2 separate regions of the Mus musculus genome follow, and region 1 is linked to region 2. A link is a contact called in public Hi-C data. All regions are on one chromosome and are shown on one strand. Each heading gives the region's core, a stretch centred on a gene start, on an enhancer-like site or on the middle of the called end of the contact. The rest is flanking DNA. Distances are from core to core; before and after follow the strand shown. Region 1 overlaps Gm30319 (a long non-coding RNA gene). Region 2 overlaps Lgr4 (leucine-rich repeat-containing G protein-coupled receptor 4).

What was found. A called contact is a pair of places that touch in the nucleus more often than the background predicts.
Region 1: a Hi-C map of liver shows a contact between it and region 2, with 2.4 times the contacts expected there. The contact joins two enhancer-like sites. A contact is called at or near these places in 2 of 39 promoter capture datasets (liver and neural stem cells), 1 of 484 Hi-C or Micro-C datasets (liver) and 1 of 115 datasets of contacts at active chromatin or transcription factors (hepatocytes).

The regions. Positions count from the first base shown.
Region 1 is chr2:110,316,601-110,322,979 of GRCm38.p6, reverse strand. Gm30319 (a long non-coding RNA gene) reads right to left here. Exons shown (of 5, transcript XR_003953886.1): 2 at 3,984-4,070. Among named protein-coding and RNA genes, the nearest start is that of Bbox1, 14 kb to the right of the region's middle. Within about 2 kb of position 4,084, at least 4 of the 459 cell types and tissues checked have an H3K27ac peak or open chromatin away from gene starts, as enhancers often do. A contact at or near this core is called in hepatocytes and liver, where this site is marked.
Region 2 is chr2:109,982,111-109,988,680 of GRCm38.p6, reverse strand. The region is part of intron 2 of Lgr4 (leucine-rich repeat-containing G protein-coupled receptor 4); the gene reads right to left. Among named protein-coding and RNA genes, the nearest start is that of Ccdc34, 32 kb to the left of the region's middle. Within about 2 kb of position 2,385, at least 38 of the 459 cell types and tissues checked have an H3K27ac peak or open chromatin away from gene starts, as enhancers often do. A contact at or near this core is called in hepatocytes and liver, where this site is marked.

The DNA of each region.
Region 1 (6,379 bases), core at 2,835-5,334, 330 kb before region 2:
TTTATATATATATATACACTTGGTGATGGTTGTCTAGAATATTCCCAAAAGCTTGGCTCTCATGTATACTATTGCAATGGACATGAGTACACAAGTGTCCACATTTGATACAGATTCCTGGTAGATTCCTTCAGGTAGGTACTCAAAAGTGATAGAGCTTTATCATAGAGTAGTAGGACTACTTTGGATTGGTGTTTCTTTGTTTATTTTGTGTTGTTGCTTCAATATTCATATTGATTTCTATAGTGGCCACTCAAGCTGCATTGCCAACACCAGTATATAAAGATTCTTCTTTCTCTACATACTCAATAGAATTTGTTTTCTTTATAATAGCCATTGGAATCAAGATAAAATGGAATCTCAATGCAGTTTTAATTTTCATTTTTCTGATGTTTATGAATATTGAAGATTTTTCTTGTCTCTATTATATATTTGTATTTCTTCTTCAGAAACCTGATCAGTTCACTTACCCATTTATTGATTATTATATTGATTATTTATTTATTATACATTTCAGGGTATACTTTTTGAGCTATCTGTATAGTCAAGAACGCATTCAGGAGTGGACTTCTGATTTTTAAATTTAACTACACCAATGGAGAAAGCAAGCAATAAAAGATCTTTGGCAGGGTGTTAGAGGTCAAAGGTTACCAAGAGAAATTCCCCAAGCTGATGAATGGAAGGACTTGTTCAGTAACCTTTGCTGGGTGAATTTACCACAATCATGGACAGTCTATTTGAAGAACAGAAAATGCCAGTTTCCTGGAGTTGATGACATTTACTGGGGTTGCCTTACAATATATAATTAGAAGTATATAAAGTTGAGAAAAGTTTATTCAATTGTGGTAAGAATACTCATGTATAAATGTCAAATAGTCCTAGCAAGCTGGTGAGCTCACTTTTCCCTTTGATTTCCCCATCAAATCCAAGTTGGATTTGGACTCTCTAATGATTTAGTCAAAAGAAACAGCCATTGGATCTGTCCTGTAAAGAAAAATGCTTCTACCTGTACTGCCAGGTTCTTGTACTAGTGCAGAAAAAATGCTGTTATATTCCTCCAACTCATTTATAATTATGTCAATGTTTTTTTTATATCCCAACTAGGCCTTTCTTTAGATATATAAATATTCTATAACAACATGGTTCTTACTAATTCAGCCAGGTAACAATGTGGTCTCCAGGATGGGAGAAATATTTTTGACTACTCAGTCATGATTCCATAATGTATTTTCCATAATCAAATTATCTAACCAAATCATCAGTATATCTTTAAAAATAATTCAATAGTTTATTGTTTGAGAATTTCATACAAGGTATAATGATTATAATCAACCACCCAACTCCCCCAAATCTACCTCTGCCCCCCTACTTCCCCCCACACTTTATGTTGTCTTTAGAAGAAATAAGATGTTCCTTTACAATCCTTCTGAGCCCCCTTGCACAATGCTTCCTGAGCCTTATATGTAGGGGTTGTGTTACAAATGTACTAATGGGGTGAGTATCCATGGTAAGTTGGTGACTACACTTTGACCCGCTAAATCTTTCAAATGATCAAAGCATCTTATTTTTAAGGTAAAATTTACTATATCTCAATGTGTTCCACGTTTGCTCTTCCTATCTATGACTTAATACATTTGAAGTCTGTTTATGATTATATGATTAATAAGGGCTTTCAAATATTTGGACCATTTAAAAATATTCCAGCTTTTCTCCTTCTAAAAACACAAGAGTCTTAATCTCCTTCAAGAAAAGCATGATTAACTGAGAATGGATCTATAATGGGTCACTTGCAAGTGTGAGTCTATAAACGTCATGCATAATTGTCCATGCTTGCTTTCCAAGCTCTGTCACAAGTACTGAGATTTCATCAACCTTGGGTATCATGCAGGTTCTCCAGGATTCCTGTGTTGGGAATGAGGCTTATGTGAACAATGCCCTCACTATGGTAAGCCCCTAAGCTGTTTCAGTATTACTGTTATCACCATATCCAACCTATTCTAACTCATATTAAAAATAGAAATGTCTAGATTGTTCCCTTATGGCGTCTGGTTTTATGCTAGCTTGCAAGCATCCCATGTTCATCATTTATAAGATCAGATCATTGAATCAGAAAATATCTTAAGCTTTTCCAAGTCACAAATCATATTTGTGAACCTGCCGATGATTTCCCCCGACTGCTTCAAAATGATGTTCATATTTACAAATCTGCTTTTCCATTCAGCCATCTATCCAAATGAGTTTTCAAGATGTTTATTTTTCTCATCATGGGTTCTCCTTTTTTGAAGTTCTTTTGGAGAAATTACTAGTTTTTACTAGCAAAGTAAGACTCGCAGACAAGAGCTTTGACATGTTTAGAAGCCATTCATTCTCCTATGTGTCAGGTAAAGTATCAAGCATGAAGAAGCTGTTCATATAAGGTTGGAAAAGCAGCCATGAAACATAATAATTTAGGAGGAAAAACCCTCTCTGAAATCTGGATACCTGCAGCTATAAAAGACAAAGAAAACAGCAGTGCTTATATAACTCATCAACCAATGGGCTAGAAATTACACCTAGAAATTACTTCTCACAAAGAAGGTTTTATGGAATTAGACAAATTTCTGAGAGCACCACTGAATCTTCTGCACTTCCTTGTTTTGTACACACTCATTTTCGAAACTTAAAACATTCCTCACAGAGGGCAACATACGGAATAACTAAATCTCAAGTTTTAATTCAGAGCCCTTTTTCTGTTACTGTCTTGGGAAACAAAATACAGCTGAGAACAAAGTCAGAGCCTAAAAACAAACTTTCCTTCCCTGGACTCAGATAACAGACATGTAGCCAAGTGGAATTTTACCAATCTTTCTAAAAAGAGTAACGCAGTGTGAGCCTTGCTCCCTTGGGGACTTCATGAAAATGAGATGTCTACCACTGGCGTTCTCTAAGAAAAGGCTCTGATTTAAAGGCAAATGCAGAAAATTGCAGACATCTATGAACAGCTTAAACTAAAAAGCTTGAATTTTCCCCAAAGATGATAATAAAAAAAATTAAAATTTACTTGATGCCTATGATTCATTCTTTCAGCAACATTTATTGGTTGTAAATAAAGTGCCAAGAATTGTGCTAGATTTCTTCAAATGCTTTCTCTCCTTTAGTCAAGCAAGATGTGAAGTACAGATTAATTTGTAGATTGATGATGTGCCTAGAGTCACATGATTAACAGACCTTTTATATGAGAGGTGTTTAAAAGAGCGTGCTGTGTGCTGGTATTTTCTATGCACTAAGGCGGAGCATTAGGAGCTCATGATAGGAGTACTGATTAAGGTCATTATACCATATGGACAAAAGCTTACAATTTAAACATTAATGCTCTGGAGTCAATTCTTACATGTTTGAGAAAACTAATTATACACCAGTCTTCCCAAATTTCCATTTAACATTATGTTAGTAGACTAAAATAAGTCAGCCTAGCTTCATTTTGATCTTTGATCACAATAAACAGCAAACACTACAGTGGAGTGAATGTTTGCTTTCATGTTTGTTTTCCAAGAGACTCTAGTTAAGCATTTACTAGTATGGCATTGTTTATATAACATGACTAGTAAATATGTTCCGTCCTTTAAAGTTGAAAAGTACCTTCATTATAGCCTTTATTCCAAGATTCTTTATGTTCTAGACCAAAATTTGTCAGAGTAGTGAAGGAACCATTCTTTAGATCCCAGTCCTCAGACTGAAGCCTGAAATCCTAGATTCTTCCACATCTCTTCACATTCCAGTTTCCATCACACACTAAGAAATTCAAATGAGTCCATATTTCTCTAACTTCATCTATCTAAATAACACATAAATATAGATTGGCCTTGACTATCAACTTACACACATCTACTAAAGGTGTAGCACTTCTGTGGACAGAAGAAAGGGAATGAATTCTCACAGACCAGAGAAGCATACACAAGTCTTTAGAAACCTAGTGTATCTTGTACTGTATTCTATAACATTACCTAGAGTAGAGAGGTGATGTAGACTCTGGGCCAGGTCCTTTGGTCCAACAGATTAAACCAGCCTTTCTGTCATGGTGTGATGGAATCCTGCTGAAGAACAAGGTCCATGTTACTGGTTGCGAGTGCTTAATGTAAGAACAGTGCCAAATCTGCACAAGGCCCTTGTGGAAGTCCTAGTCCACTGACAGATGACCTAGACAAACATTTCTGCATATAGAAACACTATTTTAAACATCAAATTGCCTATTTTAACCATAATATCAATACATTTTGTTCATTAGCAGGTTGCTGGGGGGTTTTTTCTCACAAAATTCTTCAAAGTTAAATGACTAAAATTTCAGAACTTGCTTATTAAGTTTTAATTCTCAAAAATAACTACTAACAGTTATTGATCACAAAGTAATTATTATTGGAAAGACTCAAAGGTGTTTCTGGTAAGTGTTACAGCTCTAAGGCTTCCCTGGTTATAGTTCTGCTCCAGGCCAGGTGGTAAAAGGTTTTCCAAAGTGTTACAGCTCTGCTCCAGCTGAGGAAGGTTTCCCCAAAGAATTACAACTCTGAAGGGTAAAGTATCCTATCAATGGGGAGCCAAGAAATACCACAAAATCATACCACACACCGAACCTCATACAAAAGACTTATTGGGAGAAAAGAACCCAGGAGGGTGGCTGCCTCTGCTTGGGCAAGAGAATAGAGCAAAAGACAGTTTATATAGGGTTTCCTGGGTGCGGGTATTTCCAGGAAAGGGATTGGTGAGATTTCAAGTTGAGAGCTTAGGGCAAATCAAGAGATTGGTGGAATTTCAAATCTTGAGCTTGGGCTTTTTACTCTATAGGATTGAGGCTTGGTCCAGCCATTAGGGCTGTGTTCTGTGAGTGCAACCTAGCAGTTGGAGGTCTTTGGGGTTGTGAGGGGCTTACACTGGCCTTTTGGCAGAACTACCTCTACCATTGTCCCAGCAGAATCCTTAGGCTATTCTGGATGGCCTTACTCTTCACTTATGTCCCCGTGACTACTGAGAACATCCCCTCTGTTTTCCTGGTTGAAGCCCTTGGATGGTGTGGTAGCTGTGACAGCTGTGCTGCTATGAGGCCTATGGCAGACTTTACATATTTGTGTTCCTCTTTTAGATCAGGAACCACTGGGCTCATTTTCTCCTTCTGAAATTCACAGCACTAATATCAGAAGAGAAACTCAAAGACACATATGAAATCAAGTTAAAGACTTAAATGAGTTAATGTAGAAAGGACCAAGTTCTTGAAAAGTAGGCTTTTTAATCCCAAGAAACACTAGTTTACTTATCTTAGCTAAGTTACTGGTTATACTACAAATTATGCTTGTGTGTGTGTGTGTGTGTGTGTGTGTGTGTGTGTGTGTGTGTGTGTGTGTGTGTGTTTTCTTGTGTTTGTTATTGTCCTGCATATTTTGTTTTCTATATATATATACTGAAATTGTTAAATTAATCTCTCTACTACCTATCATATCTACTTTTTCTTCTAAGAACATTTAAGATCTAGTGCCTTAGCTATCTTCAAGTAGATAGCTTTATTAACCCTTTATTAACAAGGGTTACTATGTGATAGATGTCCTGAACTTACTCAGGTCTCCTAAATATAACTAACTACCTCTGGTAAAGTCCTTTCTACAACCTCCATCTACTGGCAACCATGATTCTTTACTCTGTGAATCTATGATCTTGGCCTTTTGACCCCCAGTCATTGGGATTGTGCATTATTTTTGTGTGCCCACCTATCATTATTTAACACAAAGTTCTACAAATTCATTAACAAAGATCTCATTTCATCATATTCAATGGTGTATGTGGTACATTTTCTTAATTTGGTCATCAGTTGACAAGCATTTCTATCTTAGCCATTGTAAATAGTGCTGCAATGCTATTTATATAATACTTTTTGATATAACACGGAAAACAGTCAATACAAACAAGAATATTCAATTGGAAGTATATTGAACTAAAACATTTCTGCACAGCCAAGGAAATAATTTCTAAAAAATGAAGATATGACCAATGAAATATATTAAAATATTTGTAAGCAAGTCCTGGTTAGGTTTTATTGCCAAGCTGACACAACCTAAAGTCACCTGAGAAGAAAGAATCTCAATTGAATAACTGCTTTGACAGAGTGGACTTGTCCCCTCAAGTCCCTGTTACTTTTCTGTCAACCTTATACAAGCCAGTCATATGGAAACAGGAATCTCAATTGAGAACATGCTCCCATAACATCAGTCTCTAGGCAAGTGTGAGTTTTCTTGATTAATGATTGACATGGGAACGAGTTTCCAGCCCACTGTGTAAGGGGCCACCTCTAGACGGCTCTCCCTGGGTTGTATAGGATATCCAGCTGAACAAGCCATAAAAGCAAGTCAGTAAGCAG
Region 2 (6,570 bases), core at 1,136-3,635:
ATGCACCCACATGACCGTTCACAACTATCTGTAACTCTAGTTCCAGGGGATCTGGACCCTTTAGTGACCACTGAGATATACGTACATATAAGCAAAACACTTTATACATTAAAATGAAATAGATAAAGAAAAAACAAAGAATTCCCTTTGTTCTCTCTGATCACTCTGTCAGCACCCTCCTTCCCTAGGCTTTGTTGAATTTTTTCATTCACTATCAAGTTCTAGTTGCTTCTGAGTGGCAAACACAACACCACCCAGGATCTCCCCGTTCTTTCATCTGCTATATTTACCTTGATTTTAGGGACAGAGTGAAAACATCTTTACAAACTCTAAAATTAAAAGTACTACCTGAAATTCTACTATAAGAGCCTTGCTTCTAAGGTTTTATAACACTTAAAATGCATGCAGCATGAGAAAACCTGACGCTACATGACCTCTGGTCCACAGCAGACATATGTTATACAGATGGATGAAATAAAACAACTCAGAAACCCCAATGGTGCGGATGATAATTAACTGCTTCCTCAGCAAAGGGTGACGATGCCAGATTCTTAGTCAAGCCACAAGTGTACCATGGGGTGTAGGCCATCACTCATCACACCCTTCTAGTCCAGTGACTGACTGGAAGGCATGCCTTCTGAGGCATCCTACTCCATACCATCAGCCTTTTAAATACTGTCTAAAAGGGCAGCGCGCAGCCTAAAGAATCTAAGCAGACAACACCAATAAGTTGCTTTATTAAGTGATAAGTGACTTATCATTTGCTTACTTTGCAAACATTAGCAAAACTTGAGCTATATTTTATGAATGCCTAAGTCAAAGGAAAACAAGCACTTAAACTCAATGAATCAGAAGTAGACAACAATAACTATGCGTTTGTGATAAGCTCCCCCCCTCCCCCGCCCCGTGGCTTTCTTTCTATGCTGATCCAATAAAATCTCCTCTTTCACATTTCCTCAGTGGAACTTCTGAGCCATTTCAGGTGAGCAACTGCCCGATTTGTGAATTATTTGCTCAAAACAAAGTTTTAAGAGGTTGGAGAAATGGCGTCAAAGTTATAAGCTTGGGCTGATCTTGAAGAGCACCTGAGTTCAACCCCTGGCACGTACTGGGCAGCTCCCGACCACTACTCATAGTTTCAGCTCAAAGAGAGATCTCACACCTCTGGCCTCCACAGCTACTTGCAACCCATGTGCAACATAACCATATTCAGACATATCATGAGTACTTCAGATGCCAACACATATAGCTAGAAGTATACAAATCAATAGTTAAAACTTTCCTGTACGAGGCTGAAGCAACAATCACGGAGCCTGCATGGGTCTGTGCTGGTTTGTGTAGGTTTGGGATTTTGTGGGGCTCCTAACAGTGGCACTGGGGGTGTCTCTTGACTCTTTTGCCTGCTCTTGCGACCCTTTTCCTCCTGGGTTGCTTCATCCAGCCTCGACATGAGGACTTGTGTCTAGTCTTGTTGCCTCCTGTTATGCCACATTCAGCTGCTATCAGTAGGAGACCTGTTCTTTCCTGAAGGAAATCGAGGAGCAGTGGATCCAGAGGAGGTGGGGTGGTGGTGGTGGTAGTGAACTGACAGGAATGGGGGAGGATGAAGCTGCAAGTTTGCAGGATAGGATGTATAAGAGAAGAATAAATAAGAAGAAAAAACTACTGTACACCAGTTTCTGTTTTTAAAATATCACAGTCTTTCACTACTAAGGATTAGCATACAAACCAGAAACATGGAAGAAGGTCGTTTTTATACTCTCTTCAATGAAACTCTTTCAAAACATTCCTCTTGCCCCAAGCCTCCCCAAGCAGCCAATGTCAATGCAATGCTACATCATCTCAGCGCTTCACCGTGGAGCCTCACTGACACTCTTTAAACACCCAATGGCCCCGCTTCTCCCTTGAAGGAAACCCATAAATAACTACAGCACAAAATTAAACATGCTCAAGGCTACCGTCTGGCCACTTACTGCACATTAATCTCACGGGCCAAGTACAAATGCTGCTTAGGATGGAGCGGACATCCCACACTTCATTTCCGCCCATCAGTACACCACATCATTCGCTGGAAACTTCTCAGCTAGGAGTTTACCAGCTACGTGTCCTGTGGTGGTCCTCCCTGCACTGGAGATGTAGCTGAGAGCTTGCTTAAAACGGGCAAGGCCTTGGAGTCGATCTCTACAGGGCCAACAGAGCAAATAAAAGAGGTCTTTGCAAATACCCCCAGTACCAGTACACAGCTTCCAGTGGCCCACTCTGTGCAAGCTTCACATGAGCAATGAAAGGATTTGCTCCACTCAAACTCCCTCAGCAAAGTCAATGAAGAATGCTCACAATTGGAACACCAGATTTCAAAGACCACATTTTTCAAAGCTCAGATTGCACCATAAGGGCCTTAATTGGCAGTAGCCGTCTTTGCCCGAGTGCCTCACATAGTCCTGTAACCCTGCTCCTCCAGCTGTCCTTAAAACCTGAGCTAAAAGCATCCGCCAAGACCAAAATCCTATAAACACAGCTTTCCAGGGGTTTTTACCCCTTGTCTCCAACACTGGCTTTTCCCATCCTGGTATCAATGGGCTTCCTTGGAGAATTTAACTGTCTATGGCATGACCATGAGAAAGAGTGCTTTATTAAGTAACCAAACAAGTGGCAAAACACAACACCTGATTATCTTAACATGTCAACAAAAAAGACTGTTTAACCACAGTAGTCAAAATATTTGCTTCCTTTTCCCCCAAATCTCTGCCTCTTTATAAACCATGTAAATGCTAAAGTAGCCTGGTTTCAAAAAGCACTCCATTTCGCCTCAGCTTACCGTTAATAGAACGGACACAATGAGCTGTGTGCTCGCACGAGGCTTATCCTGAAACCCAAGCCAGCGAGCTGGAGAACTGAAATAAACACTGTGAGTGTGGTGGGTGGGTGATAATGCCTCCCAGGGGGCACACTACTCGGTGGCTTTGTTTCTTGGGAGAAAATAGAGCACATGAGGCCTTCATCTCCTGAAGTTCCCGGAGCTGCTGTGGTAAGGAGTGATTCCCGCTGCAGTCTCAGCACTCACTCCTCAGAACCAACCTTTCCACAGACTGCTCAGTTGGCATGCTCCTACAAGCCAGCACTTCTTGTAGCAGCACATCCTGGAGGTGCTTTGTGTCTTCAAGTTCAGATCCAATAAAAAGCAGGGTGAATAAGGTCCCCTAGTCCTTAAGAGACAAACATCTGAGATCTTCCAAAGTGCAGTGGTCAAAACAGATAGCATGCAGTTGTTCTTTCACAGAATCACAGGACAACAACATCCCTGCTTTTCTAAAGCACCAGAGAGGTTAGGTGACTTGGCAAAAATCACACAGGTACCAAGTGAAGGAGCCAGCATTCTAGTGCTTGCTCAGCTGCCTCAATGTTTATCCACTTGTTCCTGACCTGAGGTGCTTCTGTGGTGTCATCAAAAGATTAGGAAATCATTCTCAGAGGAGAGGCAGAACACTATGGACTTGGGCAATGGGCAAGCTAACAGCTTTGTTTGAGTATCAACAGCTCTGCCCTAGAAGCCCAAAGGGACAAGCTCTGCGTGTGCAATAGGAGCTCTGACTGCAATTATGGGGGAATTTCCCAGCAGACTACCAGTACATACCTCACTCAGCCAAAAAGGCCCAGAGTGAAGGAGATAAGAAAGACCTCTCAATGCCATATATAGGGCTCTTACTGGTGGCTGATCCTGAGGAAAAGTACAAACTCTTTTAACAAAGAGCAGCTGTTTCCCATTCCATGCCTGGGTTTGTCCTTCTGTGCCACAGACAATTGTCTACCTTTGGGGCTAGTTGGTGGTCTAGCTTAAGATCTCAGAAAATTTTACTCCATATAATGCCTCTTTGTTCACTATTAGTACACTCCTTGGTAGCTGTTAACTGCTAAGGAAATACCATCAAGGTGAAAGCAGAGGGTAGATGTGGTATAATTCTTTTTGCAAACACACATAGACAGTCCCAGGCATCATGTCTTTCACCTGTGTACCTCAGTAGCTTCTGGCTCCCAAGATGGTGAAAATTACTCTACAAGATTCCAAGCCGTGAGCTCGTCGTCATCGTCTTTCTGTGGTATGAGTTTATCCTCCATTAGTCACCTGGACTACTCCCACGAACCTCCAGAAGACTTCTGCCTCAGCCTACTTAAACACTGTGAGGGAGCTGGTGAGATGACAGCAGTTAAGAGCATGTGTTGCTTTTCAGAGTACCTGGGTTCGGATCCCAGAAGTCACATATGGGTCACAACCATCCATGACTCCTTTCAGGGGATCTGACCCCATCTCTGGCTTTCTAATGTTAAATTCTGAAAAAAAAAAAAAATCTCAAAGCCTCATTTTCCACCCACTGAATTTTCTAGACCATCAATGTTAAGTCTCTTCTTTTACACCTTAACCCAGTGTTCTTGTCTCCTACAACTTAGCATTGACTGTTACATATCTGAACACATCAGAATTTTTCTATATAACTCACCACTCACACCAGTTTTCTTCCCCTGTAATAATCATGTGTGCCAACCTCTGTCAACTGAAATCATGCTGACTGCCTGAGTTGAGTACTTCCACCAACATGAAACCGACTGACACCACCTTCCTATAGTTCCACAGGAGTCTGAACTAGAACTTTCTCACTCGTGCATCTTAGTTTGCCTTGAGCTATTCACCCCCTACCCCCATCTTTCTCTGTGGATTTATAATGTTCCTTTTGAGTGGGGACTAAATTATATTCATTTTGTAATTTTGCACGAGACCATGCATACAGAAGATACGTTGTAATGCCTCAAGCCCCAATATAAGACACACGAGAATGTAATATTGGTACTTAAAAAATTGGAGAGCTACTTGGTGACCTTTCCTTCTTCCATTTCCACTCCCTCAATCTCATTCCCACTCTTAACAGGAAGGAAGTACTGAGCTAGACTTTAAGGTAGCAGGTAGCCTGGCCTCTCTTCGTGTGTGTATGCTGCAGGTATCTGGGAGGAGCTTAAAGTTGGAAAGACCAGTTCACGGGTCACAGGCTTACCTCAAGTCACTGCACTGTACACAAACACGCGGAATTGAAACAAGTCCAACAGCACTTGGAATAGTGATCCCAAACAGTTAACCTCAGGACAGAACTCATTTACCCTGCTTGCTACGTGAGTCTCGGGAGCAAAGAAAGCAGAGAGAAAGAAGAGGGAGCAAGAGTTGAGGGTGGGGAGACAGCAGTCCCCTAGGCTTATCCTCTTCCAATGTATCTGAAGCCATTCCAGGGAGGGTTCAAGTGGTGCAATGTAAATGTCCATATGAATCTGCTTTATGATTATTATTCATAAGCACCATGAATTCATATTAAGAGCTCCTTGAGGGGAAGCTTTGGAGAGTAAGAGTTTTCAATGATGTATCTACTCTTAATGAATATACTACATGAAACATGAGAGATGGGTCACTGGTGGATATGAGTGAGCAAGCCACATTTCAGAAGGAAATGTAGGCCAGGAGATTGATAAATTCGTGCAACTGCACCCAATGAGACTAGAATTTCTTCATTTGGGAAGCAACTGACAGGAGAGGTTGGGCTTTAGAGATGGCTCAGCAGTTAAGAGCCCTCACAGCTCTTGCAAAGACCCAGGTTCAGTTCCCAGCACCCACATGGCAGTTTCCAACCACTTATAACTCCAGATCCAGGGGACCCAAGGACTCTTCTGATCCCCACAAATTCTTCCACACATGTAGTACATGTGTATATATTCAGGAATACAAATATACACATAAAAATCTAATATTTTAAGGAAAATGAGAGAAGCTACTGTGAAATGCAGAGTAAACCAACAGGTGTTATTTACACAAAACCACTGCATTGAGGCCATCACATAAATTTCAAAGTGGCCAGAATTCTAGTCAATATTTAGGAGAGCAAAGACTACAATCTGAATACTGACCAGATATTAACTGAGTTGCGAGGACTGTAGTAGCTGTTCTGAGGAGACATGGGATAAAGAAGGGACAATGATGAGACCATAGCTACTGTGGACGGGAGGCAGGGAATGTTCACCACACAAGACGGCTTTACAAAGACACATCTTCTCACATCATGAGGAGGTTGAGGAGTAGGCTGCACACCCTTGCAATCCCCTCATGTCCCTAACCTTTACCCTGTAGGTGATTACATGATGGTCTGGCATTGTGCTACCATTAACCCTCAGGCAAAGTACCACAGTACTGCCCCTCAGTCTAATCAATGTTTTTCTGCCCTCAGCAATGTCTTCTTTCCTCCTCTACTGCTTCTCTCCACACTACCTTTGAAGATAAGCAAAAGAAAATATTACAGCTCGAACCCAAACATGTCTAGGCTGCCTCTCCTGTGATACCATTGAGTCCCTCAAGTACAGCATGGCCAGTGTCAGTCATACTGCTTACAAAGTACAACAGCTATACCATCAGCCTGTGATGTTCCCTGCAAAGACAGCTCTAAGTCAAGAGTAGGCAAGTATGGCCACCAGATAGCATTTGACGGGTGGTAGGTGTCACTCTTCTAAACGTTATTTGAAATCAGCAGGATATAAAAT